2 separate regions of the Pan troglodytes genome follow, and region 2 is linked to region 1. A link is a contact called in public HiChIP or PLAC-seq data. All regions are on one chromosome and are shown on one strand. Each heading gives the region's core, a stretch centred on a gene start, on an enhancer-like site or on the middle of the called end of the contact. The rest is flanking DNA. Distances are from core to core; before and after follow the strand shown.

Region 1 (6,926 bases), core at 2,557-5,056:
CCGCCTAGGGGCAAACAGAATCAATAACAGGAAATAAGGGGATAATTCTGTTGGGAATAGTTGGGCAGAGAGATTTTAGGAGCACAGGATCTGAAGTTAAACAAACCTGATTTCAATTCCTTGCTCTAATCTCTAATTGCATGATCCTCTCTGATTCCAGTTTCTCGTCTGTACAGTGGGGACAATACCTACCTGAAAGAGCTGTTGTATAGAATAACATGTGAACAGACTAGGGCTCTGGCTGGCTACATGCCTATGCAGAAGGTTGCAAGACTATGACTGCATGCTAGAACTTTCCCAAAGAGTTTAGACAAGAGTCACAGTCGGCTTCCTAAGGTAAGCTAGCAGTGAGGGCATGGCAGAAAACCAGCACCAAGAAACAGAAACCATGCCAGATAACACAGCAATAAAGTCCAAGCAATTAAAAAGCAGACACCAAGTCTCATCTAGCTTGCATCTAAGATTTTGGTGAAGCATTTCTGTTGACCTGTATCACTCAAATCAGCAGGCTAGAATTTTTTTCAAGAGACATCGTCAACATCATTAGAAAGCGTGAAACCGGCCGGGCGCGGTGGCTCACGCCTGTAACCCCAGCATTTTGGGAGGCTGAGGTGGGCGGATCAACTGAGGTCAGGAGTTTGAGACCAGCCTGGCCAACATGGTGAAACCCTGTCTCTACTAAAAATACAAAAAATTAGCCAGGCGTGGTGGCATGTGCCTGTAATCCCAGCTACTGGGGAGGCTGAGGCAGGAGAATCGCTTGAACCTAGGAGGTGGAGGTTGCAGTGAGCGGAAATTGCGTTGTTGCACTCCAGCCTGGGCGACTACAGCCAGACTCCATCTCAGAAAAAAAAAAAAGAGAAAAGAAAGTGTGAAACCAATGGTTAGTAGAATCAAAGCTCTCTTTCTAATTCCTTTCCTATAGTAGCCCTCTAGAGATGTAGGGAAATCCTTAGAAAAACATGGTGACTGTTCAGAGTTCCTCCATTAGCATTATATCAATTTGAAGCTTATATGCCTATTCTGGCACCAGAAGAGTGGCTGCAGAGAAAATAGGGTTAGCTGGTTTGGCTGGCAGCAAGACAGTCGCAGGAACTATCACATAATTACAAGTTAAAAATAGAGTGAAGTCTACAAACTTGTTCTGTTAGTGTAGCCACAAAACAAATGGAAGTAGAACCCGAAATCTATTTTAGGCTAATCCTAAAACTGTGGTCATTTTATATTCTGGTGTCCTAGGATGGGGTAAGGTAGAGTACGAAGGGACAAAAGTGATCCATCTGACAAACTGTTCACCAAATGCCATAAAAGACATAGTCTGCACCCCAATTAACACCTACCAGCCCATCTCACCAAGCTCCAGAGTAACTCTAAGGTACAAAGCAAAAGCTGAGGTCCGGCCAATCATCATCACCTATTCTAGGAGCATAGCATGGGTTACTGGAATGTAGTCAAAATGATCTGGATTTAATACTCTGTTCTGTTACACACTTACCAACTGTAGGACCTTGGCAAATCACATAATATTGCTGAGCTTGTTTCCCCAATTAATAAATGGGGGCGAAAACAGGGCCTGCTTTTCTGTAAGAGTTGCAAGATCGAAGGAGATCAAGAACAGGATCTATGCTGTTATATTCATTCTCCTGTTTCTCCAGCACCCAGTACAATTATTCACTACACGAATGACTGAAGGAAACTGTAGCTGCACTTTGTAAATTGAAAGGGTTTATTGCTATTGCTATATTAGGCTACTATATTAGGGTTAACTGTTGTACTGGAGTATTTGCTATTGCATTGTTATATTGCTCTTTGACCTTCCACGGTATTTGAGAAGGCTTTCCTTTTCATCTGCTCACCGAGGGATTTGTCTTGACACCTCTTTGTAATCTGCTCTTAAGCTACACCTGATGGAGTGTCCCATCTTTACCTATGAGCCTGGCAGCAGAAGTGGCAGAGGTTGGCTTTGCAGGTCTGACACCTCTTCTCTACTTCCCTGTCGTTGCACAGGTCACACACCAGGCCCTGGCCTTCCCCACGTAGGCTCTCCGGCATCACATCATTCACGGCCAGGTGGTCTATGGTTAAAGCCTTCACTCCACCCATGGGCAGGTCCACCTGAGCATCACATACCGGACAAAGGATGCCGATCTGCGACTGCAGACTTCGTGGCTTGAGTTCCTGGAATATTGACCCCTCAGAGCTTGTGTCAGAGTCTCCCCCTCGGATGTCCACTACTGAGAAGGGCTCCAGCTGCTCCAGACACGTGGTGCAAACTGTATGCAAACAAGGCAAGAGCCTGGGGGCTTTGAAAAGCCCCAAGCACAAGGGGCAGTGAGTCTTGGCTGAGTTCCCAAGTGCAGTCCCACTAGGGAGTTTGCTTACAAAGCCCAGCAGCGGTTTTCTGTTTTCTGACATACTCCTCACGTTTGTGACCAATATTAGAAAGGGCCCTGGGCAGTTCTACGATGTAGTAGCAGGTGATTAAGCCCACCCAAAGAGAAAGTTTCCAGAACTTGAACAGAGACCATGGGGACTCCCTCGCTGACAAATAAAAGGGCAGACAGGAAGACGAGGCTTCCTCGAAGGAATCACCCACAGATCTACTCAGGAGGGCCCCCTCCTTTCCACTGCATCCCATACCAGACACGCCCACGCCCTCCTCTGCCCCGCAAGTCCTCCCCGGATGCGCTTCCAGGTCTAGCTCTCCAGCTAGTCCTGCTGCCAACAAAGTCACCCCTGCACCTCTCGCTCCCTCCACTGCCACCCCCCTCCCGCCGCCCGCCCCACTGCGCGCCACACGCGACAAGGGCCGACCCCGCCCGCGCACGATGAGGTAGAGGCCCTCTTGCTCCTTCCCTCTGCGAAAGGCGCGCGCCGGGTGACGGAATTGCAAGCCGCCGGCGGGCTTCTCGGTGTCCACCGCCTCCCCCGCGCCTCGGCCCGGGACGCCCGCGGTTCTGGCCCCTCCTCACACCAATCCCAGCCCGGTCTACTCCGGCGAGTCCAATCACCGTCCGAGAGGGGCGGCCCTCGCCGCTCCGGGCCCCGCCGCCCTCCAGAGTGACGCCACTAAGCATCCAATAAGTTTTGGAAATTCCACATCTTCGCCAGTCCACTCACGCGGGGGGCGGGACCTGACACGGCCGTGGGCGGGGCGGCCGAAGGGCTTAGAGTGCGGCGGGAGGAAAAGGCCAAGGCTCGGAGCGAGGCGGCATAATGTAGTCAGCGTCACCGTTTCACAGGGACTGTCCCTCTCTCTGTGGTGACCAGAGAGGCCTCAGGACCTCTTAAAAAGCCACGCTGATTTGGCGCCGGGACGGCCTTCTTTCTGCCCTCGGACTCGTCCCACGAACGCAGACTGGGTTCTCCCATTGGTGGATGGCACTGTCAGTTGGCTCTGCGCTGGGAGTGGGAGACGTTTTTCGGGCTCCCGAGGTCTCGGCCGCTCGGGGGCGCCAGACGTTTCTCCTCCACGCGGGTTTGAGGCTGCGAGGCTCCCCTCTGTCCTCAGGCGCTTACTGTAGCTCACAGGTCCCTCAGGCCTAGCGTGCTGGGTACAAGCACTCCCGCGGCTCCCCGACTTTGGGTATTTTTCGGGGGTGAGGGCATCTCAGGCTCGCGTTACGGGGACCGGTTCGGGAGACCGTGGAGCCGAGGTGTCGAATGGAGGGCTTACTTCGGCCGGGCCAGGGAGCGCCACCCTCCTTGTCGGGTTCGGGAAGGCTTTGTTTTCCGGTCCGGGGGGAGTGCAGATGACCTAAGGAGTTGAATGTCACCCGGGATTCCACAGTCCTGTGTAACAGAAACGAGCTGAGCGAGTTGGACCCGCTGTTTTTATCAGTCAATCACGGAGGGCTCCTGCCTGGTCACAATGAGACAATGGACGGTGGCAATGAGGGACAAGCCCTTTGTGGGATCAAAACTAATTGGGAAGATGAACACGTCCGACCCCTTTAACTTTATAATTACACGGCCGCCTTCTCTGGCCTTACCAGGCGTCTCCTGATTCTCCAAAATTCCAAAAATGGAAACAGCTGCTCCTTTCCCCTCCACCTGTTGTTATCTCCAGTTGCGTCAGCTTGTCTACTGGGCCCTCACTGCTTTCTTTGTTCATGACCTTCCCTACTTAATTTGGACCCAGTGGGCGACTGTTTCACTTGATTCCTTCATTATCTGTTTCATGCTATAGGCATAGTGTCTGGAGCCTAAGCTTTTAAAAGTATGGAATCTGAAAAAAAGTTAACCCCAAAATATGAAAAAAAAAAAAAAAAACCACTATAAAATATAAAAACGAAATGTTTGGCCATTTCCAAAATATAACACGCCAATGAGTCAAATGCCACCTTTATATAAAATGTGCAAGTAATTTCCAAATGTTAAGCATATCTCCAAAGATTTTTAAATAGTCCTTACCTAGATTTTTTTCAGCCTTTTGTCCTTCTTGCATCTACTCTCAAAATCTGCATTCGCCTCTCCAGTAGGCTGGAGGAAGTCACAAAAACTGTGTGGACTTGGGTTTGCTGTATATTCTTGCTTTGAACTTCACCTTTACCCTCCCTGCTGCTTGGCTGTGCTTTACTTCATCTCTTGTTCATGCTGTATCACATTTCTTGTGGTAGTAGTTTCAAGCTTCTCTTGTTTCAGAAGTACTTTATAATTTACACGTGCAATATCTCATTTAGCAGTATCTCATTCAACCCTTAACAATAGTGTAAGGAAATGGCCTCAAAGAGGTCTTGCCAGGTCTTGGATGGCCAGCCCAAGTTAACATATCTGGAACTTGAACACAACCTTATGATGCCATATCTAAGATTATATCCGGGCTACCTCTACCTTTCCCTTTTTTTTTTTTTTTTCTTTTTTTGAGATTGAGTTTTGCCCTTGTTGCCTAGGCCGGAATGCAATGGCAGGATCTCGGCACACTGCAACCTCCACCTCCAGGGTTCAAGCGATTCTCCTGCCTCAGCCTCCCAGGTAGCTGGAATTACAGGCATGCACCACCACACCTGGCTAATTTTTTGTATTTTTAGTAGAGACTGGATTTCACCATGTTGGGCAGGCTCCTCTCGAACTCCTGACCTCAGGTGATCCACCCGCCTTGGCCTCCCAAAGCGCTGGGATTACAGGCGTGAGCCACCGCGCCTGGCCACCTCTACCTTTCCTTTCTCAGTTTCTTAAGCATCAAATCCCTCACACATGCTGCAGCTAATTCTCTTCCATTGATGAGAAAAACAAGGTTGTCTGAAGAACTGCCTCGCCTTTCTACTTAAAAAATCCATGATTCCTCACACCTCCTCTCTTACCTCTCCTGACTGCCATTCTTTAGTGCCAAGATTAGTTCCTCAAGATTTTTGTTTTTTATCCCAACCTCTCCTGCTTCCTCAAAACCTTATTCCTATGTTTCAGTCAGTCAGTTTTTCTGCCAAGAGTTCTGATGAAGTCCTGAAAGGGGAAGCAAATCGTCTTTTGATCTAGCTCCCCTTCAACGTATTAATAGTGGTGGTTCTCGCCGCTATATTTCTCAAAAGGGTGGTCTCACTGTCTGCTTTCATCATCTTTTTATAACCATCACCACCGATTTATTCCTCCCCTCTTTCCTATTGAGACTTTCTTGTAGATCATGAGTGACCATATTGCTGGCCTTTTCTCAATAGGCAATCTCTTTAGTATTTACCATTTTTTGTACTTCCTCATCCTTAAAACTTGCCTCCTCCTTGACTTCTGAAATACTCTACTCTCCTAACCTTCTATCTCTTGGGCTGCTTCTCACACCCTCCATCCTCACTAGTTCCCCTTCCTCCACTTTATCTCCTACCTTTGCGTCTACATTTCCTCATGTGGATGATTCCCAGACCAACGCTTCCAGTACTGATGTCTCCCCTGAGCTTTTGACATAGATTTCTAAATCTGCACTCAAATATGTTCCTATCACCAAGTCCCACATAGCTTAAACTTCACTGAACTTCTTTGCTCACTGAACTGCACTCTCTGAATTTTCCTATTTGATTCTCTCCAGAGTATCATCATTCTCCTTTCCCTCCTGCATGAAACCTAATAGTGCTGCTGGCCTCCTTTCTCTTGTTCCATATCCAGGCAGACACCGATTTCTTTCCATCCCCACTGCCAACACCTCACTGCATACACTTTTTAAGATGCTATAGCTCTTTATCACCCTCACCTTAAGTATCACAATAGTGTCTGAATTATCCCTGCCCTTTATTTTTTTTGATCTACACAGTTCTTCCAAATTAATTGTAAAAACATATAAAAACATGATACAAGTCAGTCTTCATTCTAAAACTTTCAGTAGCTCCCCATTTTTGTAGGATAATATCTGCATCCTTCAATAGATTCATAAAACTGCTTGTTTAGTTATTCCCTAAACATTGCCAAGCACGTTTCTTGGTGTTTGCCAAGTTGTCGGCAACATGCTCCTTCCTTTATTATTTAAAACTACCCTTCCTTCTATGAAAGCCCTACTTCACACTACCCCCTTGAAGCTTTCTCTTATTTCAAGGCTCCAGATTCAAGCCTAATGCTGTTTTGCCTGTATTTATTCACTTTGCAGTTTGTGCTACCTTGTGGTATTGTTTTTATTTATTATGTGTGTATATATATGCATGTGTATATATTTACATATGTGTATATATTTACACGCTATATATATCACATACATACATGTATACTCTCTCTGTTAAGATGGAAAATCTTGGCAACCTAGACAGTAGTCATTTAATAAAGACCTGTTATTGATGAAGGAGACAATGGTGATCTCAAGTAATGGGAGGACAAACAGGACCACCTTCAACCAAGAGTTTTATGGATAGTGCAGACCATAAGTGATATGGGGTGACATCACAGGACGAGAGAGGATTTGTTAAGGATGCTCCTTTCTCAGAATTAGTTCGGTGTCTTCTTCCATGCTC
Region 2 (6,926 bases), core at 2,372-4,871, 250 kb after region 1:
GCAGGAAGTGTTCTGCGTAAATGGCAGGAAAAACCAGCTATGGGTGCCTGCGCATGCTCTGCTCCCTAGGCTGGAGCACGACCCTTCTCTTATGGTTCAAGGCTCAGCTCAGGTGACACTGGATTGGGGAACTTTCCCTAACTTTCCCAGTCCACCTCCTCTCACTCTGTGGCACCTTCAGTGTTCCCATAAAGCCTGTGACACTTTGCTCCAACAGCATTCTTCCCACTGTCTTGTAATCGTCAGTGTTCATCTACTCCTCCACACTAGACTGCAAGCTCACTGAGCATAAGGATTCTGACTTATTTCTCCAAATCTCCAGCACCTAGTACAGGATTTGTCAAATAGTAGTCCTCCAACAAATGAGTCTTTTATAAGCAAATGAGCCTCACGTACTTTGGCTCAGAGAGGCAGCCAAGCTTTTTTGGCTTTGCCGACTTTCACGGATCTAACTTGAGGGCTTCACAGCACTGAACTTCAGTTTATCCCTGACCTCTGAGGAAAATGCCTCATAGAGGAAAGCAAGATTGGAAGGAGCAAGGCTGAAGCCTGTTATTTCCCTACACATTCAGTGGTCACGTCGAGTAATTTCTCCTCCAATATCTTCCTTGTACATTTTGGGCACCAGTTGGAACAGGTTACATAAGTAAATCAAAAGCCTCTTTTTGTATACCAGCTTTTATTTTTTTCCTGTAGCACTTCAGTTTCACTTAAAACAGAGCTAGGGGTGTGTGTGTGTGTGTGTGTGTGTGCATGCATGTGTGTATAACAGGTGTGAAATGGCTTCAATAATAGAAAAGTCAACACATGATTGAACAAATACAAGTAACTTCCACATTGCAATACGAGTGGATCTTAGGAGTGGTCCTGTAAATCTGCAGGAGTAAATTTTGTTAGTAATTTATTAATTCTAATTTCTAAAATATTAATTTATATGGATTTGTAAAAGGGAAATCATCACTTTGGAATCTCTGATCAAAGGGTAACTACTCTTTGAAAATGAAATATTCTTTTTAGACTCTCTGGAATGAAATCCTTCCCTGTTGTACGTGTACACACACATACACGCATACATAGAACAGGCTGCATACTGTTTCTGCTGATTGCCTTCAGATGGGCTGGTCTGTGTGTTCATCTTGATACTACCGAGTCTACCTATTTGAAATTTGACCTTAACTTTTTCAGGCACCAGTTCCTTTATAATTTTTATTTAATTGTAAATATAATACAACAGAATACAATGGAGAAAATCATATGTAAAACCAGTATCTTAACAGAATAGTTGCAATCTTTTTCAAATATTCTTTTTCTATGTTTTTAAGTGCATATAATTATAATTAATGGATACATTTGCAACTTTTTTTTTTTTAAACAACATGATTCTTTAAAAACTCAGACTTGCCTTTAGAAGAGTGGATATATGTAATACTATGTATACAGTATTTTCATTGCTGGTGTAGGAGTGTGATAACTGACGGTATCATCAATGACTTTAAAATTGCTAGCTGCATTTGGACATCTGCAATAACCCCTAAATTGTTTTTACTCTCATGAAGGAAAAATGAATTTTGCAAAACAGACAAGCAAAGGAAAAGGGGTCTTCTCCATCAGCAATGAGGTCTTACTTGCTTAAGCTATACTTGTCAACTAGGTTATGTCAGGTTTCATGATTGAAATCTCTTGTGGTTAACTCTAGTGTTAACCTAGGTAATATTTATTTTTCATGATTTATATAACTTGCTATTTCCTTCAGAGTTCAGTATTTATTTCCCCTGAACTTTTCATGGAAACTAATGATCTCAACAGTAGGAAAACAGTGTGTTCTTCCCCGCCTCCCCACCGCCCCCCCCCCCCCCCCACTTTGGCTTACGGAGTCTCAACATTAGAGACTTATTCTTAAATTTGGCACATTTTATAAAGACGCATTGGGAAGGCTAAAAGTTTCTTATATCTACTCTTCACAAATGTTCAACATAAATCTCACTAGGGACCGGGCACTCCTTGCTTACCAGTCTCCCTGGGTGAACTGGTGAGAGGTGGCCCTCAATATTTTTACTTTTTATTTGGTGAAGCAGGATCAATGACAATGACTTTTGTCATGTGGTAGGCAGTTAGATATGCAGAGCTTCTAGAAATAATGCAGACTGGGAGACTGGAATGCAGTTACAAGTGTGCCAATGAACATGAGACTTTTCTGCTTGATTTTTAAGCTAAGGTTGACTTACTCTCCTGACATTTAAGGGCCTCCTCTCCAATTCCCAGTCATCAGTAAAGGATGTGTACAGGGAATGACAATATTAGAACAAAAACAACCTGCAAGTAAATCGGATGCAAGAGTCTATGTATCTTGCAAGGAAATCTTTTGCACTTAATCACAACATGGCTCTCCTCAATACTACGGAGAACAGAATTGATTCAGATTGTTTTTAAGCCTGAACGTAAACAATATTGTCGCCTTTTCGGGTTTCAGCACCTCCTTATTCATCCATTTTCTTTTATGGGAAGGGGGTTGATGAGGTGTGTGAAGATGATAGAACGTGCCCCAGAAACTGAACAATGAAGAGACGCCTGTCATATCGGGGGTACCTAGATTCCTCTGAAAGGAAGCCCAGCTGAAGGAGCAGGATCACCACTTTATTTTAAAAACGTAACATGGCACATGTTGGTGCTCTATTAATCGAGCCTCGGGGGCCCAACAACGTGAGCATGGGCTGCCGCATGGAAGTTTGAGACCCTGTTGCTGAATCCTCGGGCCTGACGGTCTATCGCTGAAGACAAGACTTCCACAGAATCACAGTAAACGTTAACCTAAGCCATCAGAAGCCATTAACTCCGGTGACACTACATTTCAGCGAAACCTTCGCGACCCAACCCCTCGCTCCCTCTCGCCCAAACGCTGGGTCAACCCCACGAACTGGCGGTGGCAAGGCCCTGGGCACCGGTGAAGTTCTCGTGGCAGCGCAGATGGGCGACCTTCTCTTCTTTCGCGCTCAGACGGCGGCGGCAGCAGTACGCTTTCGGGCTGCTGGAGCCGGCAGCGGCGCGAGGCCGGAGCCCGGGCAGCCAGGCTGGGTGGGGGAAGGGCGGCGGCAGCGGAGCCGGGAGCGTGCGCGCGCACCTCACACTCCGCCGCCCGGGGACGCCCACTCGCGAGTCGGGGCCGGTAGGCCGGCCCGGGTCCCATCGCCCCCGCCCTCCGGTTCCTCTCCGGCGTGAGCCCAACGGGTGTCGGCCCAGCAGCTGCTGCGCTCACCAGGCCTGGGGAGGCAGGGTACGGGGACCGGGCCGCAGCCCCGAGCGGCGTGGGCGCGCTGCCTCTCTGGCAGCCGCCGCCAGAGCCAGCAGCTGCGAGCCACCGGAGGCGGCGCGGAGGAGGCCCCCACGGCCGGGCAGGAAGGAGACGCGGCCGACCTCTGCCCGCCCGAGGCGCGGCTGCTCCCGCGCGCCCAGGGCCTCCCGCAGCTCCAGGGCTGAGTGAGGAATGAGCCGGCGCCTACCCCGGGCTCTCGGAGCGTGGGCCCCGGCTCGGCTTCTTAGGCGCGGGGGCTCGGCCACTGCGGCCGGCGGCCTAGCTCGGGGAGCAGGCGCCGGGGTTCACTGAACCGGCCGCGGAGAGGAGGAGAAGGAGGAGGAGGAGGAGGAGGAGGAGGAGCTCGGCGGGGGCGGCCGCCGCGCCTCCCCTCCCCCAGGACACGCCGGGGCTTCTCAGTGGCCGCCGGAGGAGGAAGTTCCGCTCCCTGACAGACCCGTGCGGTAGCAACAGCGGCGGCGGCCGCGGCGGCTGGCCGGGCTCAGGTGTTTCGGACGCGATTGCCCTTCGCGCCAGCCGTCGAGTGGGCAGCAGCGGGACTCAGCCGGGCGCCAGGTTCGTGCCAGGCAGCGCCGGGAAGCGCGGGCGGCCGAGAACTCCTTCCTGCTACTTCGCCCAGCGCCGCTGCTTCGGCTTCCCAGCGAAGTGGGAGACCTTCCTCCCTGTTTGCAGACGTCCGTGGGAGACCCTTATTTTTTCCACCGCTAAGGTTAAGAGATTCTGGAATAGAAGCGTCGAAGGAGATCAAGTGAACCTTCTACAACTCCTCGGATGTCGCCAGTCTCCCTTTCGGGGCGGAAGACTACGTTTGAGCATCTCACTGAGGTGCAGGAATGGAAGAACCCACCTTGCAGCTTTTCTGCAGTGTGGCTTGCCTGATCTACCCCTAGGAATGAAGAGGAGGCTTGTAATTATCCGATGAAGTACAGATGTTAAAGAAGATATCGCAGGACCTAAACTTGTGATCGTTTGGGGGAGGTCACACACGTTTCTGAGTGGGAATGGATGGGCGTGAATGACGTGCCCTCTTAAAAAGCACAACAGTCCTTTAAGAGGAGCAAAATTGAGTTTTCCCATTTCGGCCAAGATTTTGAAGACAGTTCAATGTATTCTACATTTGACATAAGATGAGAACTTTCTAAAGTATTCTCTCCAAGAGCGTAAACGATGACTACCCCAGCCCTGCTGCCCCTCTCTGGACGTAGGATACCACCTCTGAACCTGGGGCCGCCCTCCTTCCCACATCACAGGGCTACCTTGAGACTTTCTGAGAAGTTTATTCTTCTCCTTATTCTTAGTGCCTTCATCACTCTGTGTTTTGGGGCATTCTTTTTCCTTCCAGACTCTTCAAAACACAAACGCTTTGATTTGGGTTTAGAAGATGTGTTAATTCCACATGTAGATGCCGGTAAAGGGGCTAAAAACCCCGGAGTCTTCCTGATCCATGGACCCGATGAACATAGACACAGGTTTGTTTATTTCAGAAGTTCTGGTACTAACATTTGGCAGAGCAAGGTACGGTGATTGGATCGAATCTGTCTTTTTTTTTTTCTTGCAGTAAAATGTAATTTTTCGAGTCGTAAATATTGTATTGTTACTTCAAGACTGGCTGAATAAAACCATAGACTGGAGGGACTCTACCTCCAGTCTATGGTAGAGTCCATAGACTGGTAGGACTGGAGTCCTACCTAAGTCGTTCTTCTCTTCGGTTTTATATAAGAAAAACATTTGCGTTCAGAGTTGTGTCTAATGTGGACATCTGGGAAGGGAGGTATGAAAACTTAACCTAAAGAAATGGTGACATAAGCTGTGCCTGCATTTATTAGTAACGTGTTGCAGTCAGTCATTGTGCCACCATGTGAAATCGAAGCATAGAACCTTGACAGCTCTTTTGGGTTTGCTCTCCCAGAGGGCTCTCGTTTTCTGGCTTGTAGTTGAAGCTTAGTAGTGAATCAGCTTTTTAGGATGACAAACGTGGGCAGAATGAATATACCTGTCATTTCTTAACGTGAAAATATCCTGATTTTTGTTCTTTTTTTGGGGATGTGTGTTGGTGCTCTATATGAAATCAGTTAAGTTAAAAGGTATTGAATCCTAAGTTATTGCACTTTGTGAGGCTTGTAGACAAGATTTATTTTTGTGAAACTTAATTTTGCTCTCTCTTTTAATGTAATAGATGGACTGTGTCAAGCAACTATTAGAATTTGGTTGATTAAGGGGTTCACATTCTTTCAGATCACTAAATCTAAAGTGAGCTCTGGGGAGAGCATAGCCAAACTAGGATAAAATGGGAGCTCTAGTTACAATTTTTATAATTTTTATATTTGTACTCAAGAGTTTGGGAAAGTAGTTGACTTTTCTTAAACCTGCCATCTTTTCCTTGTTTCTTAAAATAATTCTTGAGTATGTGGGAAAAAAAATCATGTGCTTGAATTCATTTCCCATCTGATGATAGTTTTAACTTTTTGTCAAGCACCGAAAAAGCTTAGGTTCACTTGTAAGCCTACATTAAATATTTGGGAAAATGCACTGTTTTATGAGAACTGGTTTTTCTTTTTTTCTCAACCTAGTTAATTCATTACTTGTGTGATGGTTCTTTGACTTTTGGATGAATTTTATGGAGTAGTTACTTCTAATATTGTTTCATGCCATTCTTTTGTAACTAAGTTAATTTGGAATTTTTGCCATTTTCGACTACTGTACTCCTGTATTTGTTTCTTTAATTTTGCACTTTGCTTGTTGTGACTTTAAGAAAACACTAATATGATCTGTGAAATATGTTACTGAAAAATTAACGGTGAAAGTAGTTTTCCTTGAAAATCTTATTTCCCATGGTATTTGTATAACATATGAAATATATTGAAAAAATGTGTTAAGGCTGTTTTTAGAGCTGTTTCACAGCAGCCACACATTAACATTACTTAGCTCTATTATTAATAGTATCTGTCATGTACTAAGCAGTTTAAAAGACACATTTTGCATGGTCTAAAAGTTTAAAATAATATGACCACATTTTAGTTTAAAAACATTTACACAAAAATTCTCAGTAAATGGAGTTAAAATATGAAATTTGAATGAAAATACAGATATGTGCCTTTTTTCACATTTTTAATAGTCTGTATAAATAGTTTAAACAAGAATTCTTAAATTTATAAAGCCCTTGGATATATATGCATATGTATTTAGCTATCTGAAACTATTGGGTTCCTGAGTTTGGAATGAGAGATTGGTTATTGTTCTGATAGCAGGGGTGGTTTGTGAGCCATGCCCTGAGTTTTGGCTAGTAAGAGTCTGGATAGCAAATGATACATGTGAGTCTGGATAGATTCCAATGCAGTTTTTGGAATCTGTTCGGTTCCTGAGTTTTGGAAAACGAGAATTCAAATAGTGAGAGTTCAGGTGGCAAAGGATCCTTGTGTTATCTCTTTGTATTTCTGTGGTTATATCAGTTGACATTTGCTTTAGCGTATTATTTGCTGTTGTTTACTATATCAGAAAAGAGTCTGTAGTAATAAACTTTCTTTTACTTTGAGCAAGGAAATACTTTTTAAATTAAGTGTATGTTTAAAATGTGGAAACAGAAAACATCAAATGTATAAACATTAACTTATTTAAA

Evidence for each region. HiChIP or PLAC-seq counts read pairs in DNA pulled down with a chosen protein or histone mark.
Region 2: a contact with region 1 is called in an H3K4me3 HiChIP or PLAC-seq map of stem cell-derived excitatory neurons, with 4 times the contacts expected there. The contact joins the promoter of MAN1A2 here to the promoter of TRIM45 in region 1. A contact is called at or near these places in 1 of 7 Hi-C or Micro-C datasets (stem cell-derived neural progenitor cells) and 1 of 1 datasets of contacts at active chromatin or transcription factors (stem cell-derived excitatory neurons).

The regions. Positions count from the first base shown.
Region 1 is chr1:114,345,397-114,352,322 of NHGRI_mPanTro3-v2.0_pri, forward strand. TRIM45 (tripartite motif containing 45) reads right to left here and starts at 3,807. Exons shown (of 8, transcript XR_010152714.1): 1 at 3,121-3,807; 2 at 1,928-2,273; 3 at 1-4.
Region 2 is chr1:114,590,624-114,597,549 of NHGRI_mPanTro3-v2.0_pri, forward strand. MAN1A2 (mannosidase alpha class 1A member 2) reads left to right here and starts at 3,622. Exons shown (of 13, transcript XM_513685.8): 1 at 3,622-4,779. The coding sequence starts at 4,478.